Regions from separate parts of the Gossypium hirsutum genome. Here region 1 is linked to region 2. A link is a contact called in public Hi-C data. All regions are on one chromosome and are shown on one strand. The core of a region is the stretch at or near the end of the contact, and the rest is flanking DNA. Distances in the headings are between cores, read along the strand shown. Region 1 holds the start of LOC107912226 (DNA-binding protein BIN4). Region 2 holds the start of LOC107909343 (nascent polypeptide-associated complex subunit alpha-like protein 2).

Region 1 (7,271 bases), core at 240-2,739, 420 kb after region 2:
AATGATTTGCTGCCTGTTCAACATCTAACCACTTTCATCAGCATCAATATTAACGGTGGTCCTCCAATCTAATCAGATTCATACCACGTTGGATATCTTTCTGTAGTAAATGTCTCAAACATATGAAGTAAAATTTACATTAAACTTTTATCATACTGTTAAATAAATGAAAATGGTTTTGTTCTACGATGAAATGATTCTTTCCAAAGCAAAATGTCTTTATTTTCATAAATTCCAAAACGATGTCTAAAATCAATTTTTTAAGTTTGATGACATTTTTGATGAACCATGAAATGCAATAATAAAGGAGAACCCTGATTTAAGCAATCCCAAGGCAATATAATGTGATACCGTACATGAGATCCCAAGTGATTCTCAGACATTTCTTCCGTAGCAACCTTTCCATCCTCCTCACTCCCTGCATCATTGCTAAAAGTTCATATTGCACAAGTTGTAAATAACGAGGTCAAAATCAAAGAAAGGGTTCAGAAATCAGAAGCTGAAATATTATATACTTTGAACAATTCATTAAAGCATCATTTCAGTTATTTGGAAACAACCCTTGCGTCAGTTCCTAACTATCATAGGAGAATTACTCCTTTTCTACCTTCAGAGTCCTTCTGAAATATTATATACTTTTAACAATTCATTAAAGCATCATTTCAGTTATTTGGAAACAACCCTTGCGTCAGTTCCTAACTATCAAGGAGAATTACTCCTTTTCAACCTTCAGAGTCCTTGAAGGCGTCGTTTTTCTTCTTTCCAGAAGGCTTTTGCTTTACTTTATCGTGGTTTCTCTTTTCCAATGTATCTTCTTCATCAGCATCAGTTTTATCAACCCTACGCGGGCTACCATTTGGCGAAGAATTGGAATCCGAAGATAATGTCAGCGTAGAAGTTGGTGCCTAAAAACAAAGCAAATTCTCGCAAACCAGTAAGAAAACAATGTAAAGGTGCAAGAGCTGGCTAACTGCTATACGGTTAAAAAAAGAAAAGAGAACAATCTGATTAAACCTCAAACTTTAGCCATGAAAATAATGGGGAAAAAGCATGGTGCAGAGTGTCAAACAAATAAAAACATTTTAGAAGCTAAAGAAAGCAGCGTAAATATACCTGAAAAGAGCGCAGCCAGTCTGGAGAATTTTCCCTGGAGTTGTTCATTCCGCACCAATTATTCTTCCCTGATATTAGATTATACAAATTTATAACTCAGCAGCAAGTATAAGCTGCGAAAACACAAAACAAAATCCAAAGAAAATGTTATCAGAGAAACCCTAAAAGCCTAATGTATGCACTGGGTAGCAGAACCAAACAAATTAAGAGTAATGCAACGGTGCCGGGTGTAGAATAGATCAAAGAGAAGAAAAAAAAACAGAAGAAGAAAGGAAAATGGAAAGTGATGAGTAGCAGAGAAAAAGAAACGGTTGAAATGAAAATGGAAGAAGAGAGACAGAAGGAACAAGAGAAACGGAAGGGGGCATATGGAGTTCTAGGCCCAATACCCTACAGACATGGATTCGATTTGAGGATTGAAACAGAGTTTTTGAGTTAGGGCTTTATTTACACTGGGCATTATTGGGCTCGGTGGAGGAGAGTTTGGGGCGAGGGAATTTGACCAGTTACATGATATTCAATCTTGGTGAAACTTTTTTTCTTTTTGTTTACCAGATAAATACATTGACATAATAATATGCCAATCAATAGTGCTATATCGGACTTGCTTCTCAACATACACAAACTTCCATTGTTTTCACTCAAAATCCTACTTTGGAGGCTCTTCTTGTCCATTTGCTTTTTCCTCAACACTCTAAAGTTGCTGCTCCCTTTTACTAACCAACTTTACGTCTATCAATCCGATTAATATGTTAAACTACAATATGCATGTAGTTTTGAAAATTGAAGTTTGAGAAAAAAATAAGAAAATCATATTTTTCTTATTTTTATTATTTTTATTTTTAAAAAATTTGATCTTTTTCATTATTTTTTAGTTCATTTTTATCTTTGATTTTTTATATATACTTTTTCTTTTTTTTAAAAAAAAGTAATATTTTTTTGAATTTCTATGGATTTTTAATAAATATTAATTTGTTTCCTTTAATTTTTCAATGTGATTGAATCGTATGGTTAAATTAGAATCAGAGGTCTTATTCGATCAATTTAACATCCAGTCTAGTTTTTACAACATTGATGTTAGCTTATATGCGAAATAAGCCATCATTGTATAAATGATCTAAGCTTTTTATTTTGAATATATAGACTTCTTTAATGGTTACATATTAGTTTATTTTAGACATTAGGTTTACAAAGTTGTTTAAGAGAAATATTGTAATTGATAGGTGTAATTAGGTGTATACAATCATAGTCCTTTTACGCTTATTTTAGTTCACTTTTGAGTAAAATCAAGTCGTTTTAGGATTAAATTGTGTTTTAGGTCATTTCTAGGTATGTTTGTTTTTTGTGTCATTTTTAGCATTTTGATCTTATTCTAGACTTTTGTTAATAGATTATGCTTAAAGGTGCACTTGTGAATGTGTAGGTGTGTAGAATGCTAAAGTGCACAACGATTTGAAGGTTCTTGAATAGAGAGTCATGCCACGATGTAAGGGATTGAGATAGCATAAGGTCAATAAGGCTGGAGATCGCAATGTTGATTGATTAAAGGTCACGACCTAACTCACTACTTGGTAATATCTTATAGCTTGGGTTCGATGACAGGATCGGATTATGAGTGTTACATTTAGTGGTATCAGAGCTACGGTTTAGTGGATTCTAAGACTGAAACATAGCACGTATGAGTCTAGAAATACATGTCACTTATAAAGGATGATTATGTGATACCTTCAGATCCAATTTGATTTTGGTTTTTCATATAGATAAAAGATTTTGGCTGAGTTTAATCATGCTGCACCTAATAAAGTAGATAGTAATGTTCCAAATCCCAAGCAATGAGCTTCTTAAGGTGCACCCTCGACTCAAAGGCATGGAAGTGAGGCGCGTGGTGCCTTCTTTCAAATGATGAATGAGTGGTATTCGGATTTCCTGTGAACTCACCCAGTGGATCTGCAACCTCCACCCCCTACTGTGCCACTCTCAACACCCTCCCGTCCTCAAGGTTTAAATTGGTAAATGTTCACAGACCCTCAATCGATAAAATCTAAAAATGTGGAGCTAAGAAATTCTAAGGGAAATGATATGATGATCCAGCTAAAACTGAGTATTGATTTGAAAACACACAATGAGTTTCCGATGAGATGATCTATTTCCCAAATGACTATTTGAGGTGTGTCGTCTCGTTATTGAAAGATGAGGCATATCAATGGTGGACTACACTGATCATAATGGTTCTAAAAAAAAGGAAACTGAGATTTTTTCCAAACTAAATTTCGAAAGAAATATATTAGTTCGTGGTATTTGGAAAAGAAGAAGAGATAGTTTCTCGAGTTAAAACAAAGAAACAACTCAATCGCTAAGTATGAGAGAGAATTTGTTCGACAGTACATATACTCGATAAATAGTTCCCACAAAAGCTTAAATTTACACTCACTTTGATTGGGGTTTGAATGAAGAAATTCAAATGTTGGTTGGAGCTCTTGAAACTAAGGAATTTGTTACTTTGGATGATAGAGCAGAGAAAATAGAAGCTATATGCAACGTAAAGAAGCAAGTTGAAATGAAACATTGAGATTCAGGCAAGCTGAGTACGTCTAGATCTTTTCTCATTCTACCGAAAAAGTCTAAAGTTGTTCCAAATAGGTTCATGCCTCCTTCTAGATATGCAGAGATAGATCGATCACGATATAATAATTCGAGACCTCAGACTACATCTGTCACCAATGTAGGTAGTATCTGGAATGTGGATAAGCCCGTATGTGAACATTGCGGTAAAAACCATTTTGGTGAATGTGGATTGAAGAGTGGGTTTTATTTTTTATATGGTTTAACGAAGCATTATCTGAGGGATTGCCCACATAAGATTGAAATTAGTTTAGAACAAGTTACCAAACCAACGACCATTTCACAAAGAGGCAGGAAATAGGGACATAGAAATAATGTGGGAGCTAGTCGCAGCACAACACACAAGGTGACTACAAGATCAAAAGGTCACGCGCCAGCCCAAGCTTACGCGATTCGGGCCAGAGAAGAGGTTGCTGCTCATGATGTGATTATTGGTACAATTTCCCTTTTTGATGCTACTGTTTGTGCTTTAACCGATCCTAGATCAACGTATTCGTATATATGCATTGCATTAATAATTAAGAAAAATATGCCAGTAAAGTTGACTGAGTTTGATACTAGAGTATCAAACCCTTTAAGTCAGTGCATAGTAGTTAATAAGATATGTGAAAGTGTCTACTGAAAATACGGGGTTATGAATTTCTTGCTGATTTAATGTTATTATCCTTTGACGAGTTTGATGTCATCCTTGGTATGAATTAGTTGACCGTACATAATGTCATTGTTAACTGTAAACAGAAGTGGATTGTGTTGAAATGTCAAAACGACGAATTTATTAATGTTGAACTCGATCGGTTGGATTGTTTTACCAATATTATAATAACTTTGATAGCTTAAAAGGTGTTCAGAACAGGATGTGAAGCATATTTAGCTTATGTACTCGACACGAGAGTGGTAAGAACAAAAATTGAGCAAGTCTCGACTGTGGAGAATTTGTAGATATATTCCCTAAATAATTACCAGGGTTAACACCAAAAAGAGAAGTGGAATTTGTAATTGAATTAATCCCTGGAACTACTCTAATTTCAATTGTTCAGTACAGAATGACTTCGACAGAATTGAAAGAGTTGAAAGCTTAGTTGCAAGAACTGATTAATTACAGATTCATCAGACCAGGCATATCACCGTGGGGTGCACTGGTTTTGTTTGTTAAAAAGAAGGATGGAACATTGTGATTGTGCATTGATTATCGATAGTTGAACAAGGTCACCATAAATAACAAATACCCTTTGCCGCACATTGATGACCTATTTGATTAGTTGAAATGAGCCATTGTATTCTCGAAAATTGATCTTCGATCAGGATATTATCAATTGCGAGTCAAGGAATAAGATGTATCAGATTTTTTTTTCAAACCTAATATGGACACTATGAATTCCTAGTAATGGCGTTTAGTTTGACCAACGCCTTTGTTGCGTTTATGGATCTAATGAAAAGGGTATTTCAACCATTCTTAGATCAATTTGTAGTAGTGTTCATTGATGATATTTTGATTTATTCGAAGAATGAAGTTGAGCATGCCCAACACCTGCGAACTGTGTTGGAAAAATTACAAGAAAAATAATTGTATGAAAAGTTCTATAAATGAGAATTGTGGCTTCGAGAAGTTGGATTCTTTGGTCATGTAATCTCTACGGATGGTATTCGTGTTGATCCAAACAAAATTTCTACAGTCTTGAATTGGAAACCTCTGAAGAATTTCAGTGAAGTGAGGAGTTTCCTGGGTTTAGTTGGATATTACAGGCGGTTTGTCAAGGGATTTTCAATGGTTTTGTTACTGTTGACTAAGCTATTATAGAAAGAGATTAAATTTGTCTGGTTTGAAAAGTGTCAGCAAAGTTTTGATCAGCTAAAAGTAATGCTAACAGAAGCCCCCATGTTTACGCAACCAGATTCTGGAAAAGAATTTTTTGTTTACAGTGATGCTTCGCTCAGTAGATTAGGTTGTGTTTTGATGTAAGAAGGCAAGGTGATTTCTTATTCTTCTCGACAGTTAAAGCCATATAAGAAGAACTATCCGACACACGATCTGGAATTGATGACTGTTATTTTTCTTTAAAAATCTATCAACATTACCTGTATGGAGAAAAATGTAATATATATACACTGATCATAAGAGCTTGAAATATTTGTGGATGTAGAAAGAATTAAACTTGAGCTAATGCCGGTAGATTGAGTTGCTAAAGGATTATTATTTGGTTATCAATTACCATCCGAAAAGACTAACGTTGTGCCTAATGCTTTAAACAGGAAGTTTTTATTTTTTTTGAGAGCACTAAACACTCACCTGATGCTTGAACATAATGGTTCCATCTAAGCTGAGTTGCGAGTTAAACCAATATTTTTGCAAAGAATTCAGGATTTGCAGAAAAAAAGACCCAAAATTGTTAGCTAAATGGAAGTTTATTGAAATTGGTCAAACTACTGAGTTTAGTGTTAGTGATGATGATAATTTATATTTCCACGATAGGTTGTATGTACCAAAAGATTCGAAATTAAAAAGAGATATCTTGTCTGAAGCTCACAACAATACTTATTTGATTCATCTGGATGGTATCGAAATGTATTATGATCTGAAACATATATATTGGTGGCCAGGAATGAAGCATGAAATCTCAGAGTTTATAACGAAGTGTTTAGTATGCCAGCAGGTAAAAGCTGAGCATCAAGTTCCATCTGGTTTGCTCCAACTAGTGATGATTCCTGAATGGAAATGGGTACATGTTATAATAGATTTTGTATCAGGTTTGCCTTTGACATCGAGCAAGAAGGATGTGATGTGGGTAATTGTTGATAGTTTAACCAAGTTCGCTCATTTCATTCCAGTTCGAACCGATTTTTCATTTAATAAACTAGCTGAATTGTATGTGACTGAAATTGTTAGACTTAGGGGTGAGCAAAATTTGATTTGATTCAAAAAACTCGATAAAAAATTTAAATTTTGAATTAAATAGTTTGAGTTATTTGAGTTAATCAAGTTATTTGGATCAACTCGAATAAAAAAATAAGTTTTTCAGTTTAACTTAAATATGAATTACACAATTCGAGTTATCCGAAAATCCGAATAAGAAAAGGCAAAACTACGTCATTTTGATAAATATTTATCTCTTCTAAATTTAAAATTCAAAACCATTAAGTTAAAAGGCAAAACTACGTCGTTTTGATAAATATTTACTCATTAAGTTAAAAGGCAAAACCATTATATTGTTTATGTAGTTAAATAATCTTATATTTCGTCTACTAGTTAAATAATCGGTCCATGTAAATGCACCATTGACTGTAAATAATAGGATTCGTTAACTCAACTTGACTCGAAATTTTTCGACTCGATTCGAAAAAAAATTCAAATCGAGTTTAGTTGCTAAAATAGGATTTGTCAATTCAATTAACTCAAAATTTTTTTACTTTATTCGACTCGACTCGATCGAATACTCGCCCCTAGTTAGACTACATGGTGTACCGTTGTATATTATTTTAGATCATGATCCGTAGTTTACCCCCAGATTTTGGGGTAAATTACATAAAACTTTGGGTAC
Region 2 (7,103 bases), core at 3,454-5,953:
TAGGCCATCACTAAATTCCAAAATAACGCATTGAATATGTCCACAAGAACTTATTCCAAACACTCACCAATTATGCTTTTGCTGAAAAGCTGAAAGCTCAAACTAGCTTTTACTTGCCTTTATCTCTACTCGTAGAAGGTCTTATCGAATCTGGAACTTCAACACAACAAATTCACACAACAACACATTCATACATCAACCAAAGACTCGCATCAAGCAATCCAAAAACACAAGCCTAAGTTAGGTTCTTTTTTACTGAAACCTTCGACATAGAGAACTTAAAATTTAAATATCTCGGTCTCTACTTAATCTTTTTGCCTAAAACCAATTTCGTTCATCTTATACTTCACCTGCGACTAATTCACAACCTTTAAACTACACAAAACTACTCAATTCATGATATCAAGTTTTTCGACATGTTTTTGGCTATTTTCTAAAAATTCATTAAAAAGTTAGAATTATTTAACGAAACTTTAAAGTAAGTTTAGAAATCTTCTAATCATGTCAAAACTAATTGAAAAATACTTTGAAACTATGTTTTTATCCAAAATCTCAAAATTCACCATTAACAACCCAATTTTTGACATTTATTTAAAACATGTTATTTAATGGCTAAAAACTTAGTTTTAAAGACTATATAACATTAGAAAATCCTAAGGAATTGAACCGTTACCTTAGTTGACGAAAATCCTAAAGTTTGTGCGAAAACCCAAAAAACTCGAAAGCTTGATAATGGAGAAAACTATGGTGATTTTGAGTGTTTTTCTTAGTATTTAATGGAGGTTTAAGGCTTGGGTGATGATAGAAATAAAAATATTAGAGTTTGAGAATCAAAACTTGAATAAGAAGATATTGGAAAACAAGGGACGGCAACCACAAAGGATGGAGAAGACTAACATGGGTTTTGTGAATATAAAGGGGGAAATAGGGTGAAAATTAAAAATTGATTTAATTGCCTTTTAAAAACTCTAAATTTTTACTCTTTTACAAATCAATCCTATTTTCGAAATTAAAGGTATTTAAAACTCATTTTCAGAAATTGATTTAATTTTCTAAAAACCATAGTAAAAAACTTATTACCAATAATTCATGTCACAAAATTCCGATCACTCTAAGGTTAAAATTTCTAAATTACCCCTAAAAATCCTAGGCCCTATTTTAGGGTGTTACATCATATCCCCCACGGACTTCTCAAGATTGACCACTCGTCCTTCCAAACCTAACAACATGTCCCTCGATCGACTTGTTTTCCTAGCCATCCCACAGGTCTCCATCAGCTCAGTCTAATCGGTAACTTCTTTCGTCATATCGACCGATGCCTTCACAACCTTGGATCGGGTACTAACTATAATGGGGATAGACCTTTCATCTCGTAATTCGTGTAGATTTAAACGATTTCTTCACTTCAAATGTGCCTAAGTCAACCTAACTCTTGTAAAGTAAAAATTATCGGTAGAAATTCTCTTAAGGCATCGGAAATAGAACAGAAGCAACTCAAAGACAAAAGAAAGCTTGAAAGAACCAAATAGTCGCAAAAAAGCAAAGCATACCAAGTGTTTGAGTAAATGCTCTTAATATATTCTTTAACTCAAAGAATATGGTATAATGGATGATTACAAATGAGGGAGAGACCCTCTATTTATAGTTGAGCTCCCCCAAATCCAAAGGTACAACTAGCTTTACATTGACGGACGAGATCGAAACATATCTACAATTAAGGGATTTATATAATCTCCAAGATTATAAAATCAAATCTTATTAGATTACAAATCTTCTATGATTACTTTCCCTATTTACAATGATAGCCTTAAATTTCCCTTAGTGTTTAACTAGGCCACCAAAGCTTCAGGTAGATGGACTTTGTCACTTGTTCTTCGAATCGAGCCAATTCATGTGAGTCAAATGAGCCCCATTTAATAGATTGACCTCCATGGAATGTTCTTTGTGCAATGGTCACTGGCTTTGAACCGCGACCCGTGACACAAGTATATATATGAAACTTGAATTGTTGTTCATATGTATAAATGCAACTTTGATTTTGGTTCAACTATACACATTTGAAGAAATGAATATATACATCTATTGCCATATTGGATTAATATAAATATTTTTGTATGCAATATACCAATGTAAAATGGTGCTAATTTAATAATGTTATAAATTATTTGTGAAAATTGAATCAAATCAAAATTTAGGTATAGCATTGCATATTGGATCAAAATTAATGTATAATTTTAATATTTATTCCTAATAGTAAAGGCTTAATTTCTAGTTTGAGGGAAAATTGAAAAAGACTCTTATATTCTTAGCGATAGACCTGTCCATGGGCCGAGCGGCCCAGCCCGGCCTGACGGCCCGCCCGAAATATGGGCTTGGGTAAAAATTTAGGCCCGTTTCAGGCAAAATTTTTTTGGCCCGGCCCGAAAATATATTAAATATGTTTTTATTTTTTATTTTTAAAATATAATAGTTTTTCATTTACTTTCATTTACTTTCATTTCCTTGACACTGATAGAGACAAAATCCCTAACCCTATCTATTGTGCTGTGCGGCTGTGCCTTCCTCCCCTTTTTTCCCATTTCCAAAATCGACAGAGTCTTCTAGTACCGATCCACCTCCACCATCAAGACCTCCACCGATCCACCTCCGGTCGGTTTGTTTATTCCCGAATCGCCAAGTAGAAGCAAGCATACAAGAACGAGGAGTTTGGTACAGGTACGGGTTTGCTCATCTTCTTCGGTTTCCTCGTTTTCATTCTCTTTATTAAAAACAACTGTTCTTTCAATGAATTTATGCATCAAAATAGCAATAACATAAATACCAAATGTAAAATAAAACGCATTAAAGCATCAAAAACCTTACCTGAAATGCAGACTAAAATCAAGAGTAGATAATGCTAAGTTCCCACTTTCTGCAGATTACCTACTCTTTTACCTCTCAAGATGATTCGCTTAATTTTAGTTACAAAACATACAGGCATGATGTGTTTTGTTTACTTAATTTTTGTTTTATGCATGTATTTAGTGGTTGATACTATGAAAATATTAGAGGGTAGAGTCAGTAGTGATTCATGTCAATGGAGGATATTTAATACAATTCTTCCTTTTTCTTAGAAACAGTTTGAATTAAAAATGGAAATCTAATCTAACATTCTTACTTCATTTCTAATTGCAGTTTTCTTTCAACTTCTTTCTACTGAAGTTACACACACTTCATTTGGGGCATCCTTTTGCTGAATGTTAACCAATGTTGACTATTCTAGAACTATACCACATCGACATATAAGAATGTTAAATTAGATAAAGCAAGTTCTGTGAAATTAATTACAGATTGAATTCACGTTAGAGGTTAGCTTTTTGGCCTCTTGAATTGCGAATTGGGTTTAGTTTATTCCTTTAAATAGGGTAACATATGCAGATAACATGTGCCAATGCTCTGCATGTATTTTGTGTACAATATTCTGGTTGAAATTAAGAATGGTTACATTCCCATATCATGCCCCAACTTTTGGGTTTAATTCAATTATGAAGATTTTTCCATTATAAAGGTCTTATTTTCTGTTTGTTTCTGTCTAAGTTTATAGAAGTGTATAATAAAAGTGTTGTTGAAATATATATATATTCCTTTCCATTTCTGTCTGTTAATCTATAATAAAAGTTTATATGAAATTTGTCAATTAGCTTTCTGTTAATCTATGATTCAATCAAATAATTAAGTGGTAAATGTTTGTTTATATGTTTATATCTGGAAATAAAGTTCTCAGAATTTTGAAATTGCATGGGACTCAAGTTTAATGAATTTATTATAATGTTTACTAAGATCACAAGCTTAGTTTATTCATTTAATCTCATCTTTTTTTTTTTTTGCTTTGTTTTATTGCAGAAACAATCGACATTGAAATCGATTTGGCTTACCTTAGCTTCCTTTCCTGTAAGCTTTCATTTACATTTTCTTTTTACAATTTAATTTAATTTGATTTTCCTTTATTTTACTTTGTACAACATTTTGCAGATTAGCAGATTTTCCCGTAAGCTAAACTTGCTTATCTACTAGTAGGAAAATAATGGGATTGAGAAATAAAGATGCTTCTATTTAAGATTTTGGATTGGATTTATGCAGTTTGAATTTCATTAATTTATTTTTTGGTACATATGTAATTTAGCTTATAGAATAAGTATGACTATCTCAGTCAATTGTTTAAACGCAAAGGATGTTTCTAGTTTAGGCTTATATTATATATTTAATAATTTTCCTATTGTTTATATATAAATTTGAAATCTAATAAATGTTTTTGTTCCATTCAATTCTTATTCATTTTTTGTTCCATACAATTAATACAATTAACAATTAATACAATTAATAATTTGATAAATTTACTAATCAAATGTTAGATTTTATTACAACAATTAATACAATTAACAATTAATAATTTGATAATTTTACTAAAAATTAATTTTAATAACAATTAGTTTTAATTTTATTAAAAAATAATTTTAATTTTAATGCAAAACAGGTCGAGCCGGGCCGGGCTCGGGCCCCATTTTTTTCCCAGGCCAGGCCTGGGCAAAATCTCAGGCCCATATTTCGGGCCGGAACGGGCCCGGGCCTGGTAAACGGGCTGAAATTTTTTATGGGTTCTGCCCGGCCAATGGACACCTCTACTTAGCGATATATAGAATACAAGGCATTGACGAGGGTGTGGTGGGTTATGTTACATTTTGGGTGGGAAGTGCACGGCAGACAAGAGAGATCCTGAAAACGGGCCTTAAGTGCAGCCCAATATATGTTAAACAAGAAACTAAACCCCGCATAATATCAGAAGTCGTTACTTATGAGTGTCCGCACTAAGCATTATTCATTCTTTATCCCCCTTGCTTTCTATCCAGCTTAAACCCTATCCAGCAACCATAAGAATGTCGCCAGGTCCCGTGGTTGAAGCAGCCCTCCCTGACACTGAACTCCTTCCTAATCCTTCCGCTGAGGAACCCCAGAAGAAGCCTTTGGTTCCGCCTCATTCTTTCTCTTCTTTAATTCTTTCTCACTCCCTCTCTCTTTTTGAGAGTTAATATTGTATCATTTGCAGAGCGAGGAGGAGGAGGCTGTGGTTGAGGACGTCAAGGAAATTGAGATAGAAGATGACGAGGAGGAGGAGGAGGAGGAGGAGGATGACGATGATAAGGAAGATAGTGCTCAGGGTTTCTCTCCTTCTCTCTTATTATTATTTATATTTCCTAATGATTTTAGTGATGCTTTATGAATTAAGAGAAGCTTTGCTTAATCTTTTTTTTTTGGAATTTTTATTACTTTTTGATGTACTTGGTGTTATTTCAAATCTTTTTTATCTAATTGTCTCATCTAAAGTTAGTTGTGTGGATATTTCTATAGAGCAACTTTTATAGTTTGATTGAAATATATGTTGCAGGTGCTAATGCCAGTTCAAAGCAAAGCAGAAGCGAGAAGAAGAGCCGGAAGGCAATGTTAAAGCTGGGGATGAAGCCTGTTACTGATGTAAGCAGGGTCACCATCAAAAGAACCAAGAATGTATGGTTTCTGTCATTTTCTTTTAAACCAGTTGAGCTTACTTGATGAACGGATTAATGAATGGTACTATGACCCAGTTTATCTTGGATTCAGATATTGTTTTTCATCTCCAAACCTGATGTCTTCAAGAGCCCGAATTCTGAGACGTATGTCATCTTCGGCGAGGCTAAGATAGAGGATTTGAGTTCTCAGCTACAGACCCAAGCTGCTCAGCAGTTCAGGATGCCGGGCTTGGCCTCTGTGATGGCAAAATCAGACACCTCTGCAGCAGCAGCTGGAACAGCAGCGGATGAGGAAGAGGAAGAAATCGACGAGACTGGAGTAGAGCAAAGGGACATTGACTTGGTCATGACACAGGCTGGGGTGTCGAGGAGCAAGGCTGTCAAGGCTCTCAAGACTCACAAGGGGGACATTGTTAGTGCTATTATGGAACTTACCACTTAAGTTGTTTTTCCTGTCTTGCAGTGCATTCTCTCAGGCTGTCGATGAGGTTGCTGAAGTTCGGAATTAGTATCAACATTCTAGTAGTTGCAGTAGTTGCAGCAGTTGAGCTAGGTCATCTTTAATATCTTTTTCTGATTTTAAATTTTCTCCCTGTTCATTATCAGCTTCCATGTGACTGATTGCTTCTTTACCCTTGGTGTAACAAAATTTTGCAATTTGATTCAACTTATTTTTGGCCCTTCAGAATATGCAACAACAGAATTTTTATATGATTTGATGATGAGAAACGAATTAATGTTTAGCTTCTTAATTTTGGGTAATAAGCTAATAACTTTTATTAGTTATGATTTTTGATATTTTACTTGAATGAAAAGTAGAGGGACTAAAATAATCAAATTATACTAATGAAAACGGATAGTACAAGGCCATCTGTATAATTTGACCAAACAAAAAAAAAAAAGGCCATTGCACACCGCTGTTAGCTTGGATAATGAAAGGTCTTCTATCATGAATCTGAGGATCATCTCTCATGCCAATCCAAGGGATCTTAATAGCCAATAGTGGCTGACCTCCAAAATAGTAAATTATTTTAAACTATAGAAACAACCCATCATTCTTTCATGTTTTCTACCTCAAGCTAGATTATTATAATTCAAAAAGAAACGAAAAAACCTAGTGTGTTGAAACAAATATGTCCATTTTCATATAGTTTAAATTTCATGCACCACTAAGATTTATGCAGTTTGATTTTGACAGGGTAATGTCATAACATCAGCTTCGGTTCCCGCTACACTATGCATGCACAGCAGCTGATATCTAAATGCCTAGCGGAAACCTATGTAGTTTCTGATTTTCAGTAGACCAATACCCAATATTTAGCAGCCACAAAACTATAATTGAAAGATAACCAACAAGGATTAAAAACCTTTAAAGAGTCAAACAAGAATAGAAAGATGTATAACAAGTTTATCCGAAGTAAGTTTTTAACAGCTCTTTTACAAGGTTGGAGAGCAGTATGTTCTGAGCAACTCAGAGTTGGAGTTCCACACACTTACAGATATGTTTATGAGAACAAAGTATTATTCACCACAGGATAACAACTTCGATCGAGTTTTGAT

What was found. A called contact is a pair of places that touch in the nucleus more often than the background predicts.
Region 1: a Hi-C map of leaf shows a contact between it and region 2, with 2.9 times the contacts expected there. The contact joins the promoter of LOC107912226 here to the promoter of LOC107909343 in region 2. A contact is called at or near these places in 5 of 34 Hi-C or Micro-C datasets (hypocotyl, leaf and petal).

Annotation. Positions count from the first base shown.
Region 1 is chrD08:38,888,406-38,895,676 of Gossypium_hirsutum_v2.1, forward strand. LOC107912226 (DNA-binding protein BIN4) reads right to left here and starts at 1,490. Exons shown (of 12, transcript XM_016840311.2): 1 at 1,114-1,490; 2 at 728-905; 3 at 357-418; 4 at 1-13. The coding sequence starts at 1,161.
Region 2 is chrD08:38,465,209-38,472,311 of Gossypium_hirsutum_v2.1, forward strand. LOC107909343 (nascent polypeptide-associated complex subunit alpha-like protein 2) reads left to right here and starts at 4,704. Exons shown (of 4, transcript XM_016836829.2): 1 at 4,704-5,003; 2 at 5,084-5,195; 3 at 5,423-5,541; 4 at 5,635-6,228. The coding sequence starts at 4,914. The coding sequence ends at 5,985. It overlaps LOC107918131 (a long non-coding RNA gene), which reads left to right and starts at 2,490. Exons shown (of 3, transcript XR_001689938.2): 1 at 2,490-2,715; 2 at 3,883-3,930; 3 at 4,012-4,304. LOC107909329 reads right to left here. Exons shown (of 7, transcript XM_016836818.2): 7 at 6,882-7,103.